Linked DNA regions of Sus scrofa: region 1 is linked to region 2. A link is a contact called in public HiChIP or PLAC-seq data. All regions are on one chromosome and are shown on one strand. The core of a region is the stretch at or near the end of the contact, and the rest is flanking DNA. Distances in the headings are between cores, read along the strand shown. Region 1 holds the start of SPG11 (spatacsin). Region 2 holds the start of DUOX2 (dual oxidase 2).

Region 1 (7,140 bases), core at 322-2,821, 270 kb after region 2:
TAACCCTGAGGATAGGACCCTAACATGGGGATTTCCCATTGTGGCTCAGCAGTAACAAACCTGACTAGTATCCATGAGGATGCAGGTTCGATCCCTGGCTCCGCTCAGTGGGCTAAGGATCCAGTGTGGCCATGAGCTGTGGTGTAGGTCTGAGACACAGCTCAAATCCCATGTTGCTATGACTGTGGTATAGATTACCAGCTGCAGTTCTGATTAGACTCCTAGCCTGGGAACTTCCATATGCCTTGGGTGCAGCCCCAAATAGATGAAAAAGGAAAAAAAAGGGACCCTAATTTGGATTTCTGGTGTAGAGAATTAGCTTCATTTTCAGTTTCATCCAGAAGTTCTACAAAGCCATGTGTGAGCCAAGACATGGAAACAACCTAAATGTCCATCAACAGAGGAGTAGATCAAGAAGATGGTACATATACACAATGGAATATTACTCAGCCATTAAAAGGAATGAAATACTGGCATTTTTAGCAACATGGATGGACCTAGAAATTATCATGCAAAGTGAGGTCAGCCCATACAATGAAACACCAACATCAAATGCTTTCACTGACATGTGGAATCTGAAAAAAGGACAGACTGAACTTCTTTGCAGAACAGATACTGATTCATAGGCTTGGAAAAACTTATGGTCTCCAAAGGAGACAGTTTGGGGGTTGGGGGTATGTGCTGGGGTTGTGGGATGGAAATCCTATAAAACTGGATTGTGATGATCATTGTACAACTACAAATGTAATAAATTCATTGAGTAAAAGAAAAAAAAGAATTGAATTTACCTAATATATATATATATATATATATATAATATATATATATATATATATATAATTAAAATTAAAAAAAAAAAAAGCCATGTGTGGTTCAGGTGAACACAGGATTGGGGCACCAAACCCAGGATCACTGAAGGCCTTGATCAGGCTCACAAGGGTCTCAGGTTTTGCTACAATTGGTCCTGATGTGCTTGTTTTGTTGTTGTTTCCCTTTCATTATACTCCTGAACTTCTGAACCAGTTTTCCACTGCAGCAGCCAGAAAGGTATGGGTTTATCTGTATAACTCAAGCCAGAGTGTTTTTATCTTCTGTATTCACAGGGGTCCCTCGTCAGTGGGAGTGGATAGCAGGCTTAAACTCACAGGACACAGTGGAGGGCAAGCTAACTAGGTGGACCGCAGAGACCCACAGGTGTCCTGCCTTTAAGCACTGAGACCTTGGCTGCTAGGTAATCGCCTCAAGATCCACCCAGGGATTTCCCATCTAACTTAATGGGACAAAATTTAGGAATAAAGAGAACAGACCCTCACATAATTCCTATTAAGAGTGTGGAAAACAGGGACCCTCTTTTAAGACATCTGTCCCCAAATATCGATCTCAATAAGCTGAACTCACAACCCTGGAAGGTTAAAAATGCACTTTAATCCTCTTGCCCTTTCAAGGTTTTTTTTTTAATCCTAAGATTCTGTTCTGACATTTCTACCAAGATGTTGGGGATGCTGGCCCTTTAACAGGAGCAGGGGAGGGGCTGGGAATTTTAAAGGCAGGGGCGGCAAGCCTGCTTCAGCCCAGGCTGCCAGGGGGTAAACTGGGCAGGAGGGACAGTCACAGTCCTGGGGTGGGTGTTTGCAACCAGGCAGCTGTGAGCCCCCTCACTGTGCACAGATTCAGGCTGGAGGTGACTGTGGAAGTGCTTCTTCTCCACTCCCATCCTGGTTACTCATTTCTGCTGTCCTTTGCAGGACAGCTTCTTAGAGATGAGCTAATGAGGTCAGAGGGTGGGGGTTTGGGGCACTCTGAGAGCCAGGGATCCTGCCCCTTTAGATCAGAGCCAAAACTCCTCTGACATCCTTACTGGAGAGAGACATTGGCGGTTTGGGTGAGAACAGGGTCTCTGGGTCTCTTTCTGTCCCAGGTTGACCTTCCAGAGGCTAGCAGTGCTCTCTCACCAGAGGAAACAGCCATGGAGCACGTCCTCCAGCCTGCAAGGATGAAATACCTTCAAGGTAGTATCACCAAGTGGCTGTGTTATCTGATTCAAAGCCCAGGAATGAGGAGGTTTGCCGGTCTGGTTCTCGGGATAGACATGGCTTTGGGATCCAGATTGCAAGTTTTTTTCGTTATTAGCTACATGATGCTGAGTGAAGTGACTGAGATCACTTTTATGGGCCTTGTTTTCCTCACCTTCAGAGAGAAAGAATTAATACCAACCTTGTATGGTTGTTGTGAGAGTTAAATGAACATATATATGTAAAACACATGGTAGTCTAGGGTTAAGTTGCCCTGAGTTGGGACAGCTGGAACTTTTTTGATTAGAGAGGCCTGAAAAGGGCTGTGAGTGGGGTGAGCAGGTGGAGCCTGTGGTGGTACCAATGAGAGAGTGGAAGAGGGGGTGCAGACAGAGAAGGGGATTGGCACCTGCCGGGTTCCCTGTGCTCTGGTTGGGGGTGGTTAGGGGCCCCCTGGGGTAGCGAGGCTGAGTTAAACTCTGAGAACTGGTGCCTATGTTTGAAGTGAGTGCTGGAAAGGGCTTGTGAACAGAAGTGCTACAAAGAAGCTTCCTCTCTAGACCAGACTCCTTGAAACTGAAGCCCAGTCTACTTCCTCCTCAGGCCCCCACATAAAGCGAGGCCCAGGCAGGGCCTATGGCCCCTTGGCTCTTGAGGTAGAATTGGTTTCTGCCTCCCATTTGGAGAAAGAGGAACCAAATGAAGACGAGAAGAAGGAGGAGAAACAGGATCCAGATCTTGCCTCAGACCTCGAGGAGGAGGAGGAAGTGGAGGAGGAGGAAGGAGAGAATGACCTTGGAGATCCAGCTGTCCTCAGCGCTGTCCATAACACCCAGGTACCATGGCAGCAGGGGACAGCTGGCTGTAGCTACCCACCCCTCTCCTCTTCCCCACCACTTTCTACCGGCTTCTGGATGAACAGTTTCTATTTCAGGCTTGAAGCCCAGAGAGAGGCTCTCCTTACCCTCCTTCTTGCTTTCTGTCTCCTGCTTAGTTTCTATTGCTGCCCTCACCTCGAATCCAGGTCCTAGCAGGCTGTGCATCACCCAGAGATGCTGGCCCTGCTCTTGGTGAGGAAAGCGAGTCATCTTTGGTTCTGGGCCCATGTGTCTTTGCAGTCCATGTCTGGTAATTATTCCCTTGGATTCCTACAGCAGGGGAAGAAACGCAAAGATTCCCAGGTAGAAATGGACTTACTCAGACCCTGCTTCAACTTAAATTTTAAGAGGCCAGCCTTGCTTCCCTTCAGTGGAAGGAGAGGGTCCTGACCCTGTTAATTGAATCTGAGGGAAAGCCAGGCTGCCTCGGTCCTGGGTATTGGAGATGCTTGGTCTTGCTGCTTCCCTCCCCCCACCAACACAGGTGAATGGAGGAGATGCCACAGGGGCTCATTGGAGCCTGGGTTTTCCTCCCTCCCATTCCAGAAAGGTCTTCTCAGCTCCCCTGGAATCAAGGCCTCTGGTGTCCTGGGGATGTCACCTGCCTCCTTGCACTTTCAGTGGCAGGTGAGTCAATCCAGTCTGCACCCTGTGTGAGAGAAAGACTGGGTGCTGAAGAGTGGTATGCAGCCTGACCCTTCTTAAGATGACATGCAGTCTGCTCTTGACCTCCCTCTGGAGATTTAGCACCCAAAGCAAGGTGTGGGTATGGAAGTAGGGAGTCTCCCATCATGCAGAGAAACTCGGTAAACAACAGAGGTGATCCTGGGACAGCAGGCCTTCCTAAGAAAAGGACAGACTAGATCCTACTTCCATCTTTGAGGATATCTCAACACATGAGCACCACAGGGCCCAGGGATTTGTGGCCGAGGAGGGCTCCAGACGAGTCCCAAAAGAGACACATGAGTTTTGCCCCAGTGGCTGAAGACAAGGTCTGAGATAAGACCTGGTGGAAAGGGAGGGGAGTTGACCCACACACAGTAGGAAAACACAGGCCCCCACTTGGTTAGGGACTGAGGAGATGCTCCCTGGGATGTGACACACCTTTTGGAAGTGAGAGCAAGATCCAGGTCTGGTGCCCTCACCAGGGGCCTCAGGACAGCAAAACGTTAGGTGAGGTTCTTGAAGGAAAAGGCAGGTGAGGGTAGAGGGGCAGAAAGGCAGTCAGCACAAAAGCAGACTTCTCTTGGCAGAGATGCCCTTCTCCCAGACCCTAAATTCCTCTCCCAGACTCCGGACTACCTGGTGCCACTTCCCTTCCAGCCTGCCTTTCCCAGTGCCAGCTCTCCCACCAAGTACTTTGGACCTCCACTGCCCTCGCCAGACCCACCTCTCCTCGGCAGCCCATCGACCTCGTGGCCCCTTAGGCTCAGGTACTGGCCCCCAAAGTCCAGAATGAGCTGAGCTCTTCTCCAGAAGTCTCGGGAGGTAGTGGCAGAGGAGACGTGACTACCACTCTTCCAGCCGCCACCAGAAATACTCACTGAGATAGGTGTGAGGTAAAGTCCAATCCCTTCACCTCACAGAGGACATGGAAGCCCAGGGACTAATCTGAGGTCAGCTGGCATGGCAGAACTTAGACTAGGACTCAGAAGTCCTGATCTCCAGGCCAAATGGTTTTCTGTGTGTCAGGATTTCTTGCAGTCAAGTTTCAGGGAAACATGTGCTAGAGAGGGGAAGGCCCTGCTGAGCTAGGACAGTGATGCTTCACGAGGCTGGTGTTGGACAGGCCCATGAGCAGGTAGGGTCCCACAGATGTCCAGCAAGGTTCCCAGAGGCTAAAGAGATGAAGGTGGGGTAGGTGGGAGGCTGAGCGCACCCTCCCACACAGCCCATGTTTCTCTCTAAGTTTTCCCAGTCATCTGACCCAGCTCCACCCTCAGCACCAGCGGATCTTGAAGCAGCAGCAATCTAGTCAACCACCAAGGTAAAGCTTAGAGGAGAATTAGGGTTTGGGGGAGCCCCCTGCATGCTGAGTTCCCTTGTTCCTTCTTCTGGGATGCCTTCCCCATAGCCCTGCCAGCAAAGCCTCCCATACAGTGGCCCACCTCTGCACTCCCTCCCATCCTTCTTGACATCCTGCTCCCTGCTCACCACTTCTTGGAGAGTTTGCTGTTGGAGGGGTTTAAATTCTAACAGGACACTTGGCCTGGCTTGAAGTTCCCCAGCCAAGGAGCCTTGGTCTCAGCAGCCAGACCCTTATGCTAACCTCATGAGCCAAAAAGAGAAGGACTGGGTGGTAAAAGTGCAGATGGTTCAGCTGCAGAGTGAGAACCCCCGCCTGGATGACTATTACTACCAGGTGAGCCCAGGGGCCCTGCACAACCTCTGATCTTGGGATCAAGTGGGCCTGACTTCATGCGTCCTCAGAGATTCTCCCTTCAGCTCACCAGGGCCATGTGCCTTCAGGTGGGAGAGATGATTGCTAACAGATGGGGGCTGTATTTCTACAGCTGATTTCCAAACTCCTTCCTCTTCTACTCCTACATTTCAGCCAAATGGGATTATTTATGATTCCCCAAACACACTCTGAGGTTTTTGTCTCCATCCTTTGCCAGGCATTTCCCCTCTTCAGTCTTCAAATGAGGACTTTCTCATGTGGGTACACTTTGGTTTGTCTTGGAAATGACTTGTTTTAAATATCCATCTACTTTTACTTTTTAAGATCTAAAACACAAAAGAAGTAATAAGCGGTGGGGTTCAAATTTCTTGAACACATGCTGGCAGGCTTTGGGACTCCTTTCTGCCTGCTTCCTATCTGCCCTTTGTCCATGAGTTTATGAATTGCCTACATTCAACTCCAGAGGCCCCTGTCAAGGTTCCCACCTTTTAGCTCCTTCTTCTGGATAGTAGTTTCTTCCTTTGTTTGCACCAGGCTTCCAAACTCTTCTCCTTCTGGGAGTTCCCTGGCGGTCTATTGGTAAGATTCTGCACATTCACCACTGCAGCCTGGCAATCCCTGCTCTGGGAGCTGAGATCCCACATCAAGGTGTTGCAAGGTGCAGCCCGAAGAAAAAAAAAGAAAAAAGAAAAAAGGAAAAAAAAAAAAAAACCAAAAACTTAACAGGTGTAGAACTGTCCTAGATGCCAATTGACAGGAATACTTTCTTTGTGCTTCAAGCTGCTAATGGTCTTTGTGCTACCAGATAAGTCTGATTTCAGAGAGCACAGGTAGGCTCAGCAAACTAAAACAGGGAGGGAGAGGGTAGGGGTGTCTCATGTGTAACATGGTATAATGAATGCAGGAAGGTTGCAGACACTGGGACACGTTGGCATCCTGGCTCCCTGCTTTGCTCTCTGCCTTTGCATCAGATCTGATACTACCTCTTCAAGTCCTTAGGATGGGGATGCCAAGATACATGCCATGAGGCCCAGGGTGCCTAAGATGCTTTAGCATGGCTGCTAGAAGGGGCCTAAGGTGCCAGGAGCATTTCTGGAATGAACGCTCTTGGCAAAGGTGTGTTAGGAGGATGCACTGGAGAACCTTACTCCAAGTTCCACAGATGAGTGTGGACACATCTCTTCCATGGACTCTCAGGAATATTATCAGAAACTAGAGAAGAAGCAGGCAGAGGAAGAGCGGTTTGGGCGGAAGACCAAGGTTGAGTCCCTCAAGCTGGTCACACCTTATATTCAGAAGGCTGAAACCTATGAGTCAGGTAGGACTGGGGCTGAGCTGCCGGGTTGGACAGGCCATCTGGGTGGCCAGAGGTGGAAAGAAGAGGCCATGTGACTGCCTGGCTTCTTTTGTGTAGTGGTTCGAATCAAGGGTTCCCTGGGTCAGGTAGCTGTTTCGACGTGTTTCAGCCCTCGCCGAGCTATTGATGCTGTGCCCCACGGAACTCAAGAGCAGGTAGGAGTGTTTTCTTCCTGCAGCCTTTTCTCTCTCCCGTTTTGGAGCGAGGCCTAGAGCATTTAGGTTTGAGTTCAGACTGTGACCTAAGGTGAGGAAGAAGAGGTGTCAGACTGAGTAGTCTAGCCTTTCCAGCTCATTTTCTAGCTGGTGTAGGCTTGGGGGGCTGCTGCAGAGGTGTGGCTTACAGCCAGGGACTTTCTCTAGGAGACAGGAGCCGCAGGAAGTCAGAGGCTTCAGGTGTTGTACCGGATTGAGAAGGTAAGAGGTCAGCCTTAGTGCTGAGTTCCTTACCTCCCTTGAGAATAGCATATACTCACCTTGACCCCTTCTACCT
Region 2 (6,361 bases), core at 1,023-3,522:
GCAGCGGTTGGAGAAAACATAAATCAATGAGGACCAAAAGCTATTTGAGCTTGCGGGATCTGTGAGGTCCTCCAGCTGCCCCTTCCACACTCCCCCCAACCATGGTCTCCGCAAACCCCAGATCACTTCGACACAGACCCCTCACCTGTGAGTGTGATATTCACACCCTCCAGGCCCACGTGCAGACCGAGGTGGGCTTGGACACGTGCCACACTGAAGGCCTTGTAAGATGTATTGCTGCTAACTTCGCCCACGGTCCATTCTGCGCTGAAGTGCACCGCTGTGGGGAGAGGCACACCGTGGGGGAGGGGAAGGCTTAGGCGGAAGATGGGGGGGATGGAATTGGAAGGGTAGTGATGGGAGGTGGGACACTGTAGAGAGAGAGGAGAGGTCTAGGAGTACAATACGGTACACATGGCAAGGGCAGAAGAGTGGTCACTAGAGCGTGCCCACTAGAAAGAGAATGGTAAGAGGGATCAGGAACCCAACCCCTGTGCTCCAGTTTCCCAGGCACCCTCTGGCCACCTCCTTCCTCACCCCAGGTCCTCTTCCCATCCGCTGCATCACACACTCACCCACAATTTCTGCGCCTATGAACAGGCTGAGGAGAACTCTCACCAACCAGAACCAGCGCTGCAGGGACAGGCACCTGGTCAGGTCTGGGTACTGCCCAACCAGAGTCCCCAAGGCCTCCCTTGACCCCATGCCACCCAGGGCCTTTATTGCCCGTGCAACTTCCTTCTCTTGCCCAGTTTGCTTTTCCCAATTACATTCCTGACCTTTAAAAGCTGAAGTCAAGTTGTCCAAGTCCCTCCGAACCACTAGCATTTCTAATGTTTCCTGACATCTGTGTTTCTGCCACCCCACCCCATTTCCCAGTTCACCTTGCAACTGGGTTGTCTCAACCTGGTGCTTTCCCATCACCTTCACTCCCTTTCCTCTCCAGCTATCTGGCTCCTAGCCCTGGTCCCACCTACTGCTCCAGTCACTGCTGTGATGAGGCTCATTAAGTTCAGAAGTGCTAGGCAGGCAGGGGTCACCTCCCTCAGGAGAGGGAGGCCTCAGGGTCTGGTCATCAAGTAGAGGATGTGGGAACACAACCTCTTAGATATTCTTAGATGTGCCAGGCTTCCCAGAAAACCAAGATAAGTCAGGTCCTACTGGACTCTCAAAACAGAGAACTTAGGTTCTGGGAGAGGAGAAAATTAAGAAAAAGTGCCCAATTTGCTATAACTTCAAATCCTGTGCAGGAATCTCTGAGTCTTTAGGATGAGGAGCACCCACACACATCTCAACCCAGTGCACAGGCAAAACACAGCAGTCTGAGCGGCCGGTTTTTGTCCTCTTGGGCGGAAGATCACCACCTGGAGGTCAAGACAGGAGTGGGATGGGAGTGGAGATGCAGTCTGGGGAAAGGCAGGAGACCCCTGCAGCCTGTGAAGACCAAAATTGGCCCAAGATTACTAGACTGGGCACTCCCTCTCACTGCAGCAGCCTCCTGAATGATCTAGCTGGGATCAGTCTCTAGGATGTCTTGTATGGATCTCTCCCTGTTCTTGGGAAGGGGTTCTTCCTGGACCCAAATTCTGGGTGTGCTCCACCTGTGCTTCTCTGGTTCAGTGTTTCAGTTTTGGCTATTCATGAAGGGCCTTGCCACAAGGTCCAGAGACAAGCTGCCCATGATGCCCTCCACCCCCAGACCAGAATTTCTAGCATCTCCTTACCGAGTGGCCACGAATCCCGGGCAAGATGAGTAGAAAGCTGGTGGCTAAGGCCAAGAACACCAGAATAACGATGAGTAGTGGGACGCTGAAGCTGGCGGCATACCGAGGCTGAGGGTAGAAGGGCAGCACGCCGTTCCACAGAGTCATGCTGCAACTGGGAGGAGGGGAGTCTGCTCCAGCTGGGAGAGCAATCCCTGGCGTCCGTGCCTGGGTCCTTCTTCCCTTTATCCCACCCCCTGTGTGCGAGGATTGGACCCAATGAGCAGTGAAGTCTGAGCTCCTTGGCAGGCTTCTGCTGGCCCCTAAGGAAGCTCAGAGGCTGCCTGTCCTCAGGCGTTCTGAGTTGGCTAGAAAGGAGTCAGGCAGGAGAGCGGGCTTTGCAGGTTCTCTTTGCATTTGGAAGTCACAGGGGAACTGCCCCCCTTTTATAGCAGCATGGGCACCTTGCCAACAGCGTAGGGGTGTGGCAGCCAAGTCTGAGCGGGAAGAGATCATGCAAATAAGGGGTGGAGGTCACTATGTAAATGAATGAGCGCCACCTGCACAGCAAGAAGCAGAGCCTCTGTCCAGATGCTCACACCTGGTGCAGCTCTGGTCTGAGTGGACACCTGCGCAGCTGGACTCAGAGGACCCAGTGAGAAGGGTAAGAGTGAAGCCCTGGAGGCTGAGAATCTGTGGAGCTGGGGAGGAGAAGCAGGGAGAGGCGGGGAGCAGAATAGAGAAGTAAAGATTCCAAGAAAAAGAAGACGAATGACCCCAGTGGGGGTCCTAAACCAGAAGTTAGACCGGGGGCCTATTAGGGCCTGATCTTCCCATCCCTAGTGTCCATGCACAGGCATTCACTGAGGAATACAAGGGACTGCAGGTCCGAGGCTTTCAGCTCACTAGCCACTTTACTTTCCCTGCCTCCTCTATGAGAAGCAGTTCCTGAAGGGTTGGGATTCAAGTCTTTGTGAGGGACCTGGAAGGCTGGAGGTAAAGTTCTGCCAGGGACTGACAAGCCCCAAAGGACTTATGCCCCAGGGGTTCCTGTGTGTGGTGAAGGTTACTTCAACAAGGTGGTGGAGAGTGGGGACCAGTGACAATGCCTACAGGGCTGCTTGTGCCCTAAAAAGAGTGGCTACGGGTGCTCTGGTGATGCTTCTAAAAACTTTGCTCTAGAAGTGGACACAGCTGGCACCTTCTCCCCCACCGCCAGCTATAGGTGTGGGTGTGGGGGATGCCTGATCAGTGCCCCTCACGTACCACCTCCCACCCCTCTGGCTTCAGGGTAAGCATGCTCTGCATAAGACCAGAGGCACTGGTGCTCTTAGGAGCTCTGCTGACTGTACCCCTGGATCCAGTAGGTAAGTATCAGGTGCCCCTAGCTTCAAGATGAGATGTCACCTAGTCCCCCCTGGTTGTTGGGGAAGGGAGAAGTGAGGGTAAGAGGCTCCCTGAGGCTGGAAGATCGGGTCAGATCGCTGAGTGGGTCAGCCTGGAGAGAAACTTCCCAGCGCAGACGCTGCCCAAGTATTGCCACTTGGGTCGGGTTGCGGGCAGCCGGTGGCCTTGAGAAGCACTGGCCAAGAGTACAGGGCCCCAGAGAGGCTAGCACTGAAGGGATCACTCTCTGACCCACAGGTGGCCAGGACGCACTCTCACTGACTTGGGAAGTGCAGCGCTATGATGGCTGGTTCAACAACCTGAGACAACACGAGCATGGTGCTGCGGGTGCGTCTTGCAGTCTGGGAAGGGGGTGGATGTAGAGGGTGGAAAATGGCTAACGGAGGGCAGGAACGAAGGAGGTCCTGTGCTGAGAAGCCAAGAGAGAGCATCACCAATCACCTGCCTGTCTGCACAGTGACTCCACTCCAGGGGCAAGAAAAGCGGTCTCATCGGAGGGAGTGGGGACTTTGAGGGAGGCTTAGGATGAGGTTCCTGGGCTTGCTGGGAACAGATTACTCAGACAGAGCCTGGTTCCCTATTTCCCGCAGGCTCCCCGCTGCGGCGCCTTGTACCAGCCAACTATGCAGACGGTGTTTATCAGGCTCTGGGGGAGCCACTGCTACCTAACCCGCGCCAACTCAGCCACACAACTATGCGGGGCCCAGCCGGGCTTCGGTCCATCCGCAACCGCACGGTGCTGGGGGTCTTCTTCGGTGAGGGCAAAGTGGAAGAACACTGGGGTTGACCTGGCTCTTTGCTCACTGCCTGGGGAGAGGGGCCCTGAGGCCTCTTTCCAAGTCCATGGGAGACCTACCTGACTCTGAACCACCTCCCTCCCCCACCGAGCAGCACTTCAAGGCTTTCTCCCTCTTGGAGGGCCTTCAGGATGATGATTCAGAGGTGCTTGCTCTCCTAATTTTTCTGTAGCCCCTTACTCAAACCGGGGAGTGCCACTAACCCCCATTGCAGCTCTTAGGAGCTGAGTCCCCTGCTGCCCCTCTCCTCCAGTTGTGATTCTAACCTCTTTCCCTGGAAGAGGGATGGGGAACCGATATCTATTAGGAGATGGGGACTGGTCTGGGGGAGCACTTAGAATAGCTATATTATTTTGATTCTCACAACCTATGAAGTGGGTGAGGAGGGTACTATATAACCCCACTTTAAATACCGATTAGAAAAACATTCTAGAGCTGACAGCGAAGCTTGCACAGGAACATTTGTCTTTAGGCTCTTAAGAAATTGGCATCAGCTCTGGCTGTGGGAGTAGAGATCTCACGAGTTTGCACCCCATGGCCTCAGGCTACCACGTGCTCTCGGACCTGGTGAGCATTGAAAAGCCTGGCTGCCCAGCCGAGTTCCTCAACATCCACATCCCGCCCGGAGACCCCGTGTTCGACCCGCACAAGAGCGGGGACGTGGTGCTGCCCTTCCAGAGGAGCCGCTGGGATCCCAACACCGGACAGAGCCCCAGCAACCCCCGGGACCTGGTGAGCAGGGCAGGCGGCAGGGCCGAGGGACCGGACCCGAGGCAGGTGGGGAGAGGCTCCCACCCGCGCCCGACCCTCGCCCTCCCTGACCCGCCTCGACCATCCGACCCCCGGCTCAGCCCCCACCTCCGCTCCCGCCGTCCCCTCAGACCAACGAGGTGACGGGCTGGCTGGACGGCAGCGCCATCTATGGCTCCTCGCACTCCTGGAGCGACGAGCTGCGGAGCTTCTCCGGCGGGCAGCTGGCGTCGGGGCCCGACCCCGCCTTCCCCCGCCAGGCGCAGGACCCGCTCTTCATGTGGACGCCGCCCGACCCTGCCACAGGGCAGCGCGGACCGCAGGGGCTGTACGGTGAGGCCGGGCGGGGACGCGGGCCGGGGGTCGGCGAGGTGCACCCGCCTCGGTCCCACCGGCGCTCACCTTCTCCCCTGCGTCCCCGCGGCGCGTGCAGCCTTCGGGGCGGAGCAAGGGAACCGCGAGCCCTTCCTGCAGGCGCTGGGCCTGCTCTGGTTCCGCTACCACAACCTGTGCGCGCAGAAGCTGGCCCGCGAGCACCCGCTCTGGGGGGACGAGGAGCTCTTCCAGCACGCGCGCAAGAGGGTCATCGCCACCTACCAGGTCAGTCGCAAGGCTCCTCGCCCACGTCCTGGTCCCCAGAGCCGTCCCTCCTTGCACAACCCCACGGAGAAACACCCCTCCCCCTCCCCGAGAGCTACTGTCTCCCTGAAAATGACAAGGAGGCAAAGCGTTACTTAGACAAGAGATTTCCTAGTGATTATTGTTTAGCTGTCGCCCTCCCCGACCCCCTGGTTCCTTGTGGGGGACAGGCACCTCTGCCCCTCTCCTGTTTGAGTGACTCTCCCCTGACTGCCCCAGCCTGGTCCTCATCTCCCACCTAGGCCTTTCCTGGGCTCAGATCCCTTCAGGACAGCAGCTCCAGCGCTGGCCTCCCCTTTCCCCTCTCTTGACCCTCAGAGCATCACTATGTATGAGTGGCTGCCCAGCTTCCTGCAGCAAACACCTCCAAATTACACAGGTAAGGGGGTTGGGGAACACCTGGACTCAGGAGGATTTATAGAGAGGAAGAGGTAATCAGGATTCACAGAAGAAAGAAGACAGATGGGTGTATGTGATGCGAGTATGTGAACAGAGTTCCCTTCGTGGCTCAGTGGTTAATGAATCTGACTGAGGTTGTGGTTACGATCCCTGGCCTTGCTCAGTGGGTTAAGGATCCGGTGTTGCCCTGAGCTGTGGTGTAGGTCACAGATGTGGCTTGGATCTGGCGTTCTTGTGGCTCTGGCATAGGCCAGAGGCTACAGCTCCAATTAGACCCCTAGCCTGGGAACCTCTATATGCCGCAGGAGCGGCCCTATAAAAGGCAAAAAGACAAAAGAAAAAAAAAAAAAAAAGAGTATGTGAGGAAGGAGCTTATTTCTTTTATTACTCTTGCGGGCAGAGTACCGGCCTTTCCTGGACCCCAGCATCTCCCCAGAGTTTCTGGCAGCCTCTGAGCAGTTCTTCTCCACCATGGTGCCTCCTGGTGTCTACATGAGGTGAGGGAGGGTCTGACTGCGCAGCACACTGGCAGAGGTGAAGAACCAATGGCCTTGGGGGCCTGGGGTCTTTTATATACCCCCACAATTCCATAGGGGAAGAGAAGCAGAATTTGGTGCCCTGAAACAGAATGCTGAGATAGGAATTTCAGTCTTAAACAGGGAAATC

Evidence for each region. HiChIP or PLAC-seq counts read pairs in DNA pulled down with a chosen protein or histone mark.
Region 1: a contact with region 2 is called in an H3K27ac HiChIP or PLAC-seq map of alveolar macrophages. The contact joins the promoter of SPG11 here to the promoter of DUOX2 in region 2. A contact is called at or near these places in 2 of 47 Hi-C or Micro-C datasets (embryonic fibroblasts and fetal skeletal muscle) and 2 of 2 datasets of contacts at active chromatin or transcription factors (alveolar macrophages and skeletal muscle).

Annotation. Positions count from the first base shown.
Region 1 is chr1:126,888,899-126,896,038 of Sscrofa11.1, forward strand. It overlaps SPG11 (spatacsin), which reads left to right and starts at 1,572. Exons shown (of 53, transcript XR_002345138.1): 1 at 1,572-1,681; 2 at 1,919-2,009; 3 at 2,616-2,848; 4 at 3,437-3,517; 5 at 4,181-4,323; 6 at 4,800-4,877; 7 at 5,111-5,252; 8 at 6,489-6,609; 9 at 6,706-6,803; 10 at 7,011-7,064. It overlaps LOC110261210 (a long non-coding RNA gene), which reads left to right. Exons shown (of 3, transcript XR_002345158.1): 3 at 1,024-1,049.
Region 2 is chr1:126,618,238-126,624,598 of Sscrofa11.1, forward strand. DUOX2 (dual oxidase 2) reads left to right here and starts at 2,273. Exons shown (of 34, transcript NM_213999.2): 1 at 2,273-2,367; 2 at 2,994-3,070; 3 at 3,348-3,437; 4 at 3,701-3,865; 5 at 4,452-4,639; 6 at 4,789-4,990; 7 at 5,091-5,257; 8 at 5,615-5,675; 9 at 6,096-6,192. The coding sequence starts at 3,001. DUOXA2 (dual oxidase maturation factor 2) reads right to left here and starts at 2,122. Exons shown (of 6, transcript NM_001243550.1): 1 at 1,725-2,122; 2 at 576-633; 3 at 146-280. The coding sequence starts at 1,871.